Regions from separate parts of the Danio rerio genome. Here region 1 is linked to region 2. The links are chromatin contacts, called in public Micro-C maps. All regions are on one chromosome and are shown on one strand. The core of a region is the stretch at or near the end of the contact, and the rest is flanking DNA. Distances in the headings are between cores, read along the strand shown.

Region 1 (4,894 bases), core at 1,017-3,516, 38 kb before region 2:
TTTTATGCTTAGTTAATGATTTATTTTTCATTACTAAATTAAGTATCGCTTTAATTACAAACCATTTGTATTTAAGAGTATTTTAGGGTTTTTAGGATCATTCAGAAAGAGTTAATAAATGATTAATAAACTATTGAAATCAACATTTATATATCTTATTATTCAGGCATATATTCATGGTTACTATGTATGTTAATAAATGCTTTATTAACTCAACTTCATCTAGTTTGTGACCTAATCTAAAGTGAGGACTATTTATGCTTTATAAATCCCTTATAAATGACAAATAAAGGCTCAGTTAAATTCTAAACAGGAAAAATGACATTATTCATTCCTGTTCATTTAAAGATACACAAATGAAACTGTACTTCAAATGTAAAATAAATCTTTGCACGCTTATCTAAAATAAACTCACTGTAGAGCTTAAACATTGCATCTTATTATATTGTCAAATTATTATATTGTTGTTGTTGTTTTATCCAGTTTTATGTCGTATTTTGACACTCCTGTTATTCAGCAATGTTTAAACTTTACAGTCATTTAACTTTATAGAAAAGATTGCAAAGTCATTTATAAGGGATTTATAAAGCATTAATAGTCCTCACTTTAGATTAGGACACAAAACTGCATGAAGTTTAGTTAATAAAGCATTTATTAACATATTAGTTAACTATTAGTATATGCCTGAATAATACAATATATAAATGTTGATTTCAATAGTTTATTAATCATTTACTAACTCATTCTGAATTATCCTAAAAACCCTCAAATACTCTTAAATAACTGGTCTGTAAATAAAGCGTTACTTAATTTAGAAATGAAAAATAAATCATAAACTAAGTATGAAAGTACAATTATTAAACACATTATATAGGTGCTTATAAGTCAAGAATACAGCATTTGTAGCTGAAGTTATAAACTGCTTACTAACGTTTATTAATGTAGAGTTAATGAGTAGATACAGATAATGAATTCACTAGATGCTAAAGCTTAATAAAAGATTTATAGTGTGTAGTTATTATAAAGAGTTACCCAATGTTTAAGTGAGGTGCACAACTAAAGCGTTCTGCACTGGACTTTAGACCTGCTCTAAGCTGATCTATGGTACAGTCTATTTTAGATCCTCGAAATAGCAACGCACCAGCAATGCGCCTTAACACACCTCCTTTTTTAGACCAGACTGCTTATGGGCGCAAATGCATTTGCTATTTAAACGGCGTGCTGCAAAACGTCAAAACGACACTTGCGTCGAGCTGAAACTAGCAAACAACATTTGCGTTGTGCCTTGCTTCGGGTGTATGATAGGGCCCAAAGTCTCTCCAGCATGTCCTGGGTCTTCCCCGAGGCCTCCTCCCGGTAGGACATGCCTGGAACACCTCTCTAGGTAGGCGTCTAGGAGGCATGCAAAACAGATGCCCGAGCCAACTCAGCTGACTTCTCTCAATGTGGAAGAGCAGCGGCTCTACTCAAAGCTCCTCCCGGGTGTCAGAGCTCCTCACCCTATCTATAAGGGTGCGCCCTTTCCACCCTGTGAAGGAAACTCATTTCAGCCGCTTGTATCTGAGATCTTGGGGTCATGACCCAAAGTTAATAACCATAGATGAGAGTAGAAACAAAGATTGAACGGTAAATCGAGAGCTTTGCCTTTCAGCTCAGCTCCTTCTTTACCACAACGGACTGATACATCGACCGCATTACTGCTGCCGCTGCACCAATCCGCCTGTCAACCTCACGATCCATCCCTCACTCGTAAACACAACTCCAAGATACCTGAACTCCTCCACCTGGGGTCAGAGCTTTCCTCCAACCTGGAGATGGCAACCCATATTAAAATAATATATATAAAAATAAATCACTATCAGGATATGAGGTGACTTATTTCCTGATATAAGATGTGTGTCATACCATCCAGCCTTGCTTGTGGGGTGTAATATAAGCTGTCAATGGGATGCAGCAGAGATCGGGTTACTGGATATACCGGATGTGTTCCTGGTTGACCTCTTGAGTCAGCAATGGACAAAAAAAAACGATGTAACGTCACACAAACTCACCCTGGCACATCCTCAAGCCACCGGGAACGCAGCAAAACAGCTGCTGGGAATCTCTCCGTATTTCCCAAGCCTCCTTCTCCTTTCTCTTTAAGGAAAGTTGCGCTCTGGAAAAGCGCGTATGACAAAGATTTGTTTCCACAAGTCATGGAGCTGTCGGAAAGAGCCTGCTGGGCCAGCGACTTACAGCGCAGTGAGTCATAAGACCTGGGTCATGAAAGTGCAGGGGAGCGGAGAAAATAAAAAAGGGAGGAATTAAGGCGAAGAGAAAACAGGGCAGGACTGAGTGCTTAGTGGACAATGACGCATGAATGAAGAATTGTGCTGAGGATTTGAAAGCTTAGAGGAGGAAACAAAAAGAGGGAAGAGCTACGTTTACCATCTCTTGACAGCTGAAAAGCCAGCTTGAAAGAGACGCTGGGATGATGTCATTGAAGAGAGGTTTGCGCAGCACTTGCCAAACATCCTTTAAGAGTCTGAAGTCAAAATGTAGTTTAGAAAGGCAAACATGTCTGCCGTCAGAACAGATCCTGACCAAAATATCAGTACAGTGGTCCCTCGTTAAATGCGGGAGTTACAATAGGTGAAATCTGCAAAGTAGTCCGCTTTATTGTTTACAATTATTATAGATGTCTAACTGCTTTAAAACCCGTCACTACACACTCTATACACTTTTCTCTGACAGGCATTAACATTTTCACACTTTTCTCTTATTTCAACACTCTCAAAGTTCAAACCTTCATAGAAAAATAAGTCCAGTGTTATAGAATGAAACCGAAGACGCAAACAGCAAAAGGTTCATGTATGCTCGCCACAAACGTTGGCAGACTTGAGATGCAGAAAGGAGTTGACCGGGAGGATGGGGTTCGAGTCCAGTTTCAGAGAGCCGACAACAAACAAAAACAAAATACAAAAAAATTAAATAAACAAGTAAATAACATGGTCAAACGTGGTAAGATCTGAAAAAAAAGGCAGCCGCGGGGGCTTTTCTTTTTCTGGACTGCTTTTGAAAACACTATCGGTTGGGTTTAGAGAAGGTGGTGGGCTGGTCAATTGGTGCTTTTGAAAACACCATCGGTTGGGTTTAAAGAAGGTGGTGGGCTGGTCAATTGATGCTTTTGAAAACACCATCAATTGGGTTTAAAGAAGGTGGTGGGCTGGTCAATTGATGCTTTTGAAAACACTATCGGTTGGGTTTAGAGAAGGTGGTGGGCTGGTCAATTGATGCTTTTGAAAACACCATCAATTGGGTTTAAAGAAGGTGGTGGGCTGGTCAATTGATGCTTTTGAAAACACCATCAATTGGGTTTAGAGAAGGTGGTGGGCTGGTCAATTGATGCTTTTGAAAACACCATCAATTGGGTTTAGAGAAGGTGGTGGGCTGGTCAATTGATGCTTTTGAAAACACTATCGGTTGGGTTTAGAGAAGGTTGTGGGCTGGTCAATTGGTGCTTTAGAAAATACTATCGGTTGGGTTTAGAGAAGGTGGTGGGCTGGTCAATTGGTGCTTTAGAAAATACTATCGGTTGGGTTTAGAGAAGGTGGTGGGCTGGTCAATCACAGGAGGGCGAATGACTTTAACTGTATTAAAACGGATAATTTTGCCTTCTGTATGCCGCCACATCTCCCAGCCCTAAAGCATCCATCAGGCCAGAATTATTATAATTTTTTTGTATAATACACAATCAGAAAGTCTATCATGCGCAGCATTTCATTAAAAAAAAAACGAAAGAAACCTAGACAGTGCTTTTGATCCTTTTTTAATGAATGAATGAAGCCCGAAAACCTCAGATGCAAATATTATACATCTGTTTCGTGTTACTGGGGCACAGCAAATGCTCCTTGATCATACCGCAACATTTATGAAATATGACATGCCAAATTTTCAAAGCCTCTCCGAGCAGTTCATCGCTGTGTTTTCTGGACGCATCTGTGCATTAGTCACCTTCCTGAAAATGAAAATGCAACAAAGCCAAAGTAAATCTGCGACTATTACAAGTCAATTACTCATTCAGAAATCCCAACCGAAGGGAAAAAGTGATCGACGCAGGAACATTTTGTTTTCGAAACGGAGCTGCATGTCACTCATTCATGATGTATATTAATGGACTGGCCTGATTTTCTCTCTCTCTTTTCGTTTGCATGAATATATCATTGCATAAATCAGTTTTGAGCCTCTAATCTCACTCTTATCTCTAAACTTAAACCTAACCCTTCTACTCAAAAATATATACAGTGCAAAGAAAACTAACAGACTGACAAATGTGATTCATCACCATGATGAATTAATTAAATGCCAAAAAGGGAAGCCAAAGTAGTCCAGATGACAGTATATCGCGCTTTGCAGATATACAGCAAGCTTTACAAATGGTTTGTAGCAATCAGTTTCCTCAAACAGTTTGAGTTTCCTTAACTTATTGGGTTTTACAGTACTCAGTTGCTTTGAGTTCTCTCCATTTATTGGGTTTAACTGTGCTCAAATTGCTTCGTTCACTTAAATGGATTAAGTTCACAGTACAGTACTCATTATGGGCCATAAGTTAATCTAAAAAAAGTGTCTTGAAAATGATTTTCGTTCCCACATCTGGGCACTACTTTTTTAATAAGTTTCTACATAGACAACACCATTGTGGACTTTATGTTAAAAGTTCTCCACAAAAAATGCTGCAAGCAAAAATGTGTATAATAAGGAATTAACAAAATACGAAAATCTTATGCTGCTAGTTTGGCCTATAACTTTATTAATATGCATTTTATTAACACAAAATATATGTCAAATTCACATTTATACTTGTAGCTACATATATGAGACAAGTATTGGTGCATTAATCTACTCAATTTTGAAC
Region 2 (4,975 bases), core at 2,298-4,797:
TTGAGCCCCAGCCTAAATCACTGATAGCTTCACCCAAAAGGACTGATACCCCTGCCCTAAAGGACTGTTAGCCCCGCCCTAAAGGACCTATAGTCCTGCCTTAAAGGACTGATAGCCAAGCCCTAAATAAGTGATAGCCCTAGCCTAAAGAACTATTAACTCCACCCTAAAGAACTGATAACTCCACCCTAAAGGACTGATGGCCCTGCCCTAAAGACTGATAGCCCTGCCCTAAATTACTAATAGCCCTGCCCTAAATTACTCATAGCCCTGCCCTAAAGGACTGATAGCTCCACCCTAAAGGATTGACAGGCCTGCCCAAATGGACTGACAACTCCACCCTAAAGAACTGATAAACACATCCTAAAGGACTGAAAGCTTCACCCTAAATTACTCACAGCTCTGCCCTAAAACACTGATAGCCCTGTCTTAAATTACTAGTAGCCCAGCCCAAAAGGACTGATAGCTCCACCCAAAATTACTGATAGCCCTGCCCTAAAGAACTGATAGCCCAGCTCTGAATTCCTGTTACCCCTGCCCTAAAGAACTGGTAGCCCCGCCCTAAATTCCTGATAGCCCTGCCCTAAAGAACTGGTAGCCCTACCCTAAAGGAATGACAACTCCACCCTAAAGGACTGATAAACCCATCCTAAAGAACTGAAAGCTTCACCCTAAATTACTGATAGCTTAGCCCTAAAGAGAACTGGTAGCCCCTTCCTAAATTACTGGTAGCCCAGCCCAAAAGGACTGATAGCTCCACCCTAAATTACTGTTAGCCCTGCCCTAAAGAACTGATAGCCCTGCCCTGAATTCTTGATAGCCCTGCCCTAAAGAACTGGTAGCCCCGCCCTAAATTCCTGATGGCCCTGCCCTAAAGAACTGATTGCCCCGCCCTAAATTCCTAATAGCTGTGCCCTAAAGGACTGATAGCCCTGCCATAAATTACTCATAGTCCCACCCTAAATTAAGGATATCCCTGTCTTAAATTACTGATAGCCCCACACTAAATTAATGATATCCCTGTACTAAATTACTGATAGCACCACCCTAAAGGACTAACAGCCCCGCCCTAAATTACTGATAGCTCCGCCTTAAAGGCACTCCATGTGACCAGAAGTGAAGTTGTTTCGCGGGGGAGAGAAGTTTAGTATATTTGATAATATATTCTGAGGTCAAATAATTTTTTTGTACAAAATAATGAAGTGCACCGACACATGTATAAAAATAAGAGCACATTTTGATTTCATTTAGACTTTAAACAAAGGCAGACCTGCAGCGGCCTGTGCTTTCTCCCTCAGCACATGTGATCAGATATTACTGTAAGTCACTCCTGGCACTTTCCCACCGGCGGATGAGCAAACGCTGAGGTCATGTGGTAAAGTTACACTGAAACAGTGTGCTCATTGTACAGGTTTCGACAGATATCACAGCCTACAAATATGAACCTGATCATAGAGATTGATAACAGGAAATGGATTAGTGATAAATCCAATCAACCATCACCTTCACATGAAATTTGTCCAGAGCTGTATCTTTGTGCTTTGTATGTAGGCTCGGGTCAGTTTGCCCTTGTAATCTAAAATCTTAATCTGAAAATGCACTGCCTGTTTAATTTCAGTTAAATTGTCAGATTAGGTCTATCTGAGGTGTAAGGTGTGTTATATGTAACCCTGTCAGTCTTACTGCACCCAATCCGCTCCAAGCTGGGATCGAACCGGCAACCTTCCGCATGGGACTCAGTTGCTCTAACAAGGAGGCTAAAGACCATGGCCTCTAGTGACTGTCGCAAGTGCACATATTAGAGGAGTGAGGTTTACCTGCACAGCACTTCACTAGCTGGCTTCCGTCAAACTCACCTCCTAAACCTTATTCCTATCCGGGTCACGGCACTAATGTAAACCCGCCGGTCCTACACCATCCAACCCGCTCCCTTCCGCATGGGGGTTGGTTGCTCTATCAAGAAGGCTAAAGACCATGGCCTCTAGCGTCTGTCGCTTGAGCACCTTTAGAGGTCAGAGGAGTGAGGTTTACCTGCACAGCACTTACTAGCTGGCCTCTGCTACACTCACCCCCCTAAACCTCACTTCCATTCCGGGTCACGGCACCAATGTGACAGTCTAGCCTGGGCTGTCTTTTGTACAATGTACAATGGAAACTATCCATAGAGAATAACCACTTCCACAGCAAAGCTTCGGTAACTCTGCTCTGTTTTATACATTTTTTTTCTTCTTTTTTATATACCAATGAATTATTTTTAATTTTGTGATCGTATAGTGTAAATTTCAACAGGTTGAATATGAAAAACATAACACACTTTGAATTTTATATGACAAATCACTGAATCACAATTCTCAATGTACAATCACTGAGTAACACAGAGCGATACAATTCAACTCCAAAAGTAAGGAAACTTCCCCACCTAGTGGAGACTTTTAGCAACTCGTTTTGAATGAGAAATAAAAAAAGAATTACAAACAATTAATGAATAACATTTAACACATACCTGTACAATGGAGACAGACAGCGCGTGCAAATAGTTGCTGGTTCGTAAAGAAAATGACCACTTCTATATGAAACACAAGACAAATTGATTACAATCAGGCCTCGTTATATAAACACGTTATAAACTCAAGATTGAGTAACACAGTCGACGCCAAACACAACTCAACAGTGTCCCAACATATTCATTGAAACATTTAGTCACATTAAAGCTAATATTTATGTGCTTTAAACACTTATTAATGGTCATTTTCCACATGCGACGCGCGACTTACCCACAGCAATGCTACGGTAACTCTGATGTGGGCGATCTCTACTCCACGCGCTTATTACACCACGCACACTCTAGAGGGCGCTGTCCCCACTTAGGCATTAATTTAACACACTTCTTTGCTCCGTTACAAATAACTTTTCCCAAACCCTGTTCCACATCTTTCTGAATGAAATGCCTACTTTACTACATCCAATCAGCTCGCAGTAGAAAAAACAAGCCACGCCCACTGTTTTCTCATTTAACATTCCGTTTCTCAAGGAACTGCAACACAATATGAAAATAAAGCACAGCTTCCGGCTCACGCAGACTCTAAAAGCCCTTTAATGTTTGTGTTGACACAGGGGAGTCATCGTGAAGGCCCGAGACAAGCTCTACCACCCCGACTGCTTCATGTGTGACGACTGCGGCCTCAACCTGAAGCAGAGAGGATATTTCTTCATCGATGACAATCTGTATTGTGAGACCCACGCCAAGGCCCGCGTCCAGCCTCCTGAGGGCTACGACGTAGTGGCCGTTTATCCCAACTCTAAAGTGGAACTGGTCTAAACACACACACACACACTTTCTAAAACACACCCACACACAGCTTTTCCTGGAGGACTCCGGCGAGGTGGAAATGAGAATAACAAACTGAAGCTTTTTTTTTCAGTCTCTGTAGTTTGTTAACCTGCAGTTTTCTAGGTCAGCAGCACATTTAGGACGGGTCCTTTCTAACATTCTTACACAGCAGAAGACATTTCGAGATGACAGAGTAGAAACACACTTCTGACAGGAACATCTGTTCACCTCGGTTATTTCTCTGCGGTGAACTGAGGTGCTCAGGACGGCCGCAGAAGAATGTGGAAAATGTGGAGACGGCATTCATTTACTCAGAGAGTTCAAGCCGGTGTGTTTATTCTGTTTGGTTTGTATTTTAGTAGATGATCTGGCTTTCATTATAACATCCAACTTTATATTTGTCGTAAAGAGTGTAAGAATGGAAAACTTGGCTTGATCAGATTTAAAGGGACAGTTCACCCTAAAATGAACAATCATCATTTACTCACCTTTTACTAGTTTCAAACCTTCAGAAGTTTCTTTATCCTGTAGAACGCAAAAGAAAATACTTTGAAAAATGCTGGAGAACTATTTCCATTGACTTCAATAGTGCTATGTCGATCAATGTTTCCAGCTGTCTTCAACATATTGTGTAGAACAGGCGTGACCAACCCGGTTCCTGGAGATAGACCTTCCTGCAGATTTCAGTTGCAACCCGTATTAAACACACCTGCCTGTAATTATCAAGTGCAGTTCAGGTCCTAAATAATGGATCAGGTTGGAGCTGAACTGTGCAGGAAGGTCGATCTCCAGGAACAGGGTTGAGCACCACTGGTGTAGAATAAGGAAACTCGAATAGGTTTTATAAAGCACTTGAGGGAAAGTAAAAAAGCGAGCAAATTGAATTTTGGGGTGAACTATCCCTTAAAACAGGAGATGTGCACGTACAGTTGAAGTCAGAATTTTTCGCCCCCCCCCGTTTATTTTTTTCTCCAATTTCTGTTTAACGGAGAGCAGATTTACACATTTCTAATCATAATAGTTTTAATAACTCATCTCTAATAATGAGATGAGTATTGAGTAATAATGAGTTAATAATCTTTATTTTATCTTTGTCATGATGACAGTAAATAATATTTGACTAGATATTCTTCAAGACACTTCTATACAGCTTAAAGTGACATTTAAAGGCTTAGCTAGGTTATTTAGGTTATCTAGGGTTATTAGGCAAGTTATTGTATAACGATGGTTTGTTCTGTAGACTAGTGGAAAAACATATAGTTTAAAGGGGCTAAAAATATTGACCTTAAAATGGTGTTTAAAAAATTCAAACTGCTTTTATTCTAGCCGAAATAAAACAAATCAGACTTTCTGCAGAAGAAAAAATATTATCAGACATACTGTGAAAATTTCCTTGCTCTGTTAAACATAATTTGGGAAATATTAGAAAAAATATTTTTAAAATAATAAAAAGGGGGCTAATAATTCTGACTTCAACTGCATGTGAATTTCGACACATAACTGCTTTCATAAATGTGTCAAAAATGTTTTCAAATGAAACGGTTTTCTCATTCACATGAACTTCTGCCATGCTGAAACAACGATTTAAAGAGGATCTTTGGTCAAACTTTACTTTAAAGTACAGTTCTTATTATTAATAAACCA

The links. A called contact is a pair of places that touch in the nucleus more often than the background predicts.
Region 1: a contact with region 2 is called in a Micro-C map of caudal fin, with 2.0 times the contacts expected there. The contact joins two enhancer-like sites. A contact is called at or near these places in 2 of 18 Hi-C or Micro-C datasets (caudal fin and an unstated tissue).

The regions. Positions count from the first base shown.
Region 1 is chr21:47,522,318-47,527,211 of GRCz12tu, reverse strand. All of the region lies in intron 2 of pdlim4 (PDZ and LIM domain 4), which reads left to right. Among named protein-coding and RNA genes, the nearest start is that of pdlim4, 25 kb to the left of the region's middle. Within about 2 kb of position 2,266, at least 33 of the 62 cell types and tissues checked have an H3K27ac peak or open chromatin away from gene starts, as enhancers often do.
Region 2 is chr21:47,485,858-47,490,832 of GRCz12tu, reverse strand. It overlaps pdlim4 (PDZ and LIM domain 4), which reads left to right. Exons shown (of 7, transcript NM_001042696.2): 7 at 3,115-3,871. The coding sequence ends at 3,319. All of the region lies in intron 2 of LOC141379926 (a long non-coding RNA gene), which reads right to left. Among named protein-coding and RNA genes, the nearest start is that of dkc1, 38 kb to the right of the region's middle. Within about 2 kb of position 3,547, at least 6 of the 62 cell types and tissues checked have an H3K27ac peak or open chromatin away from gene starts, as enhancers often do.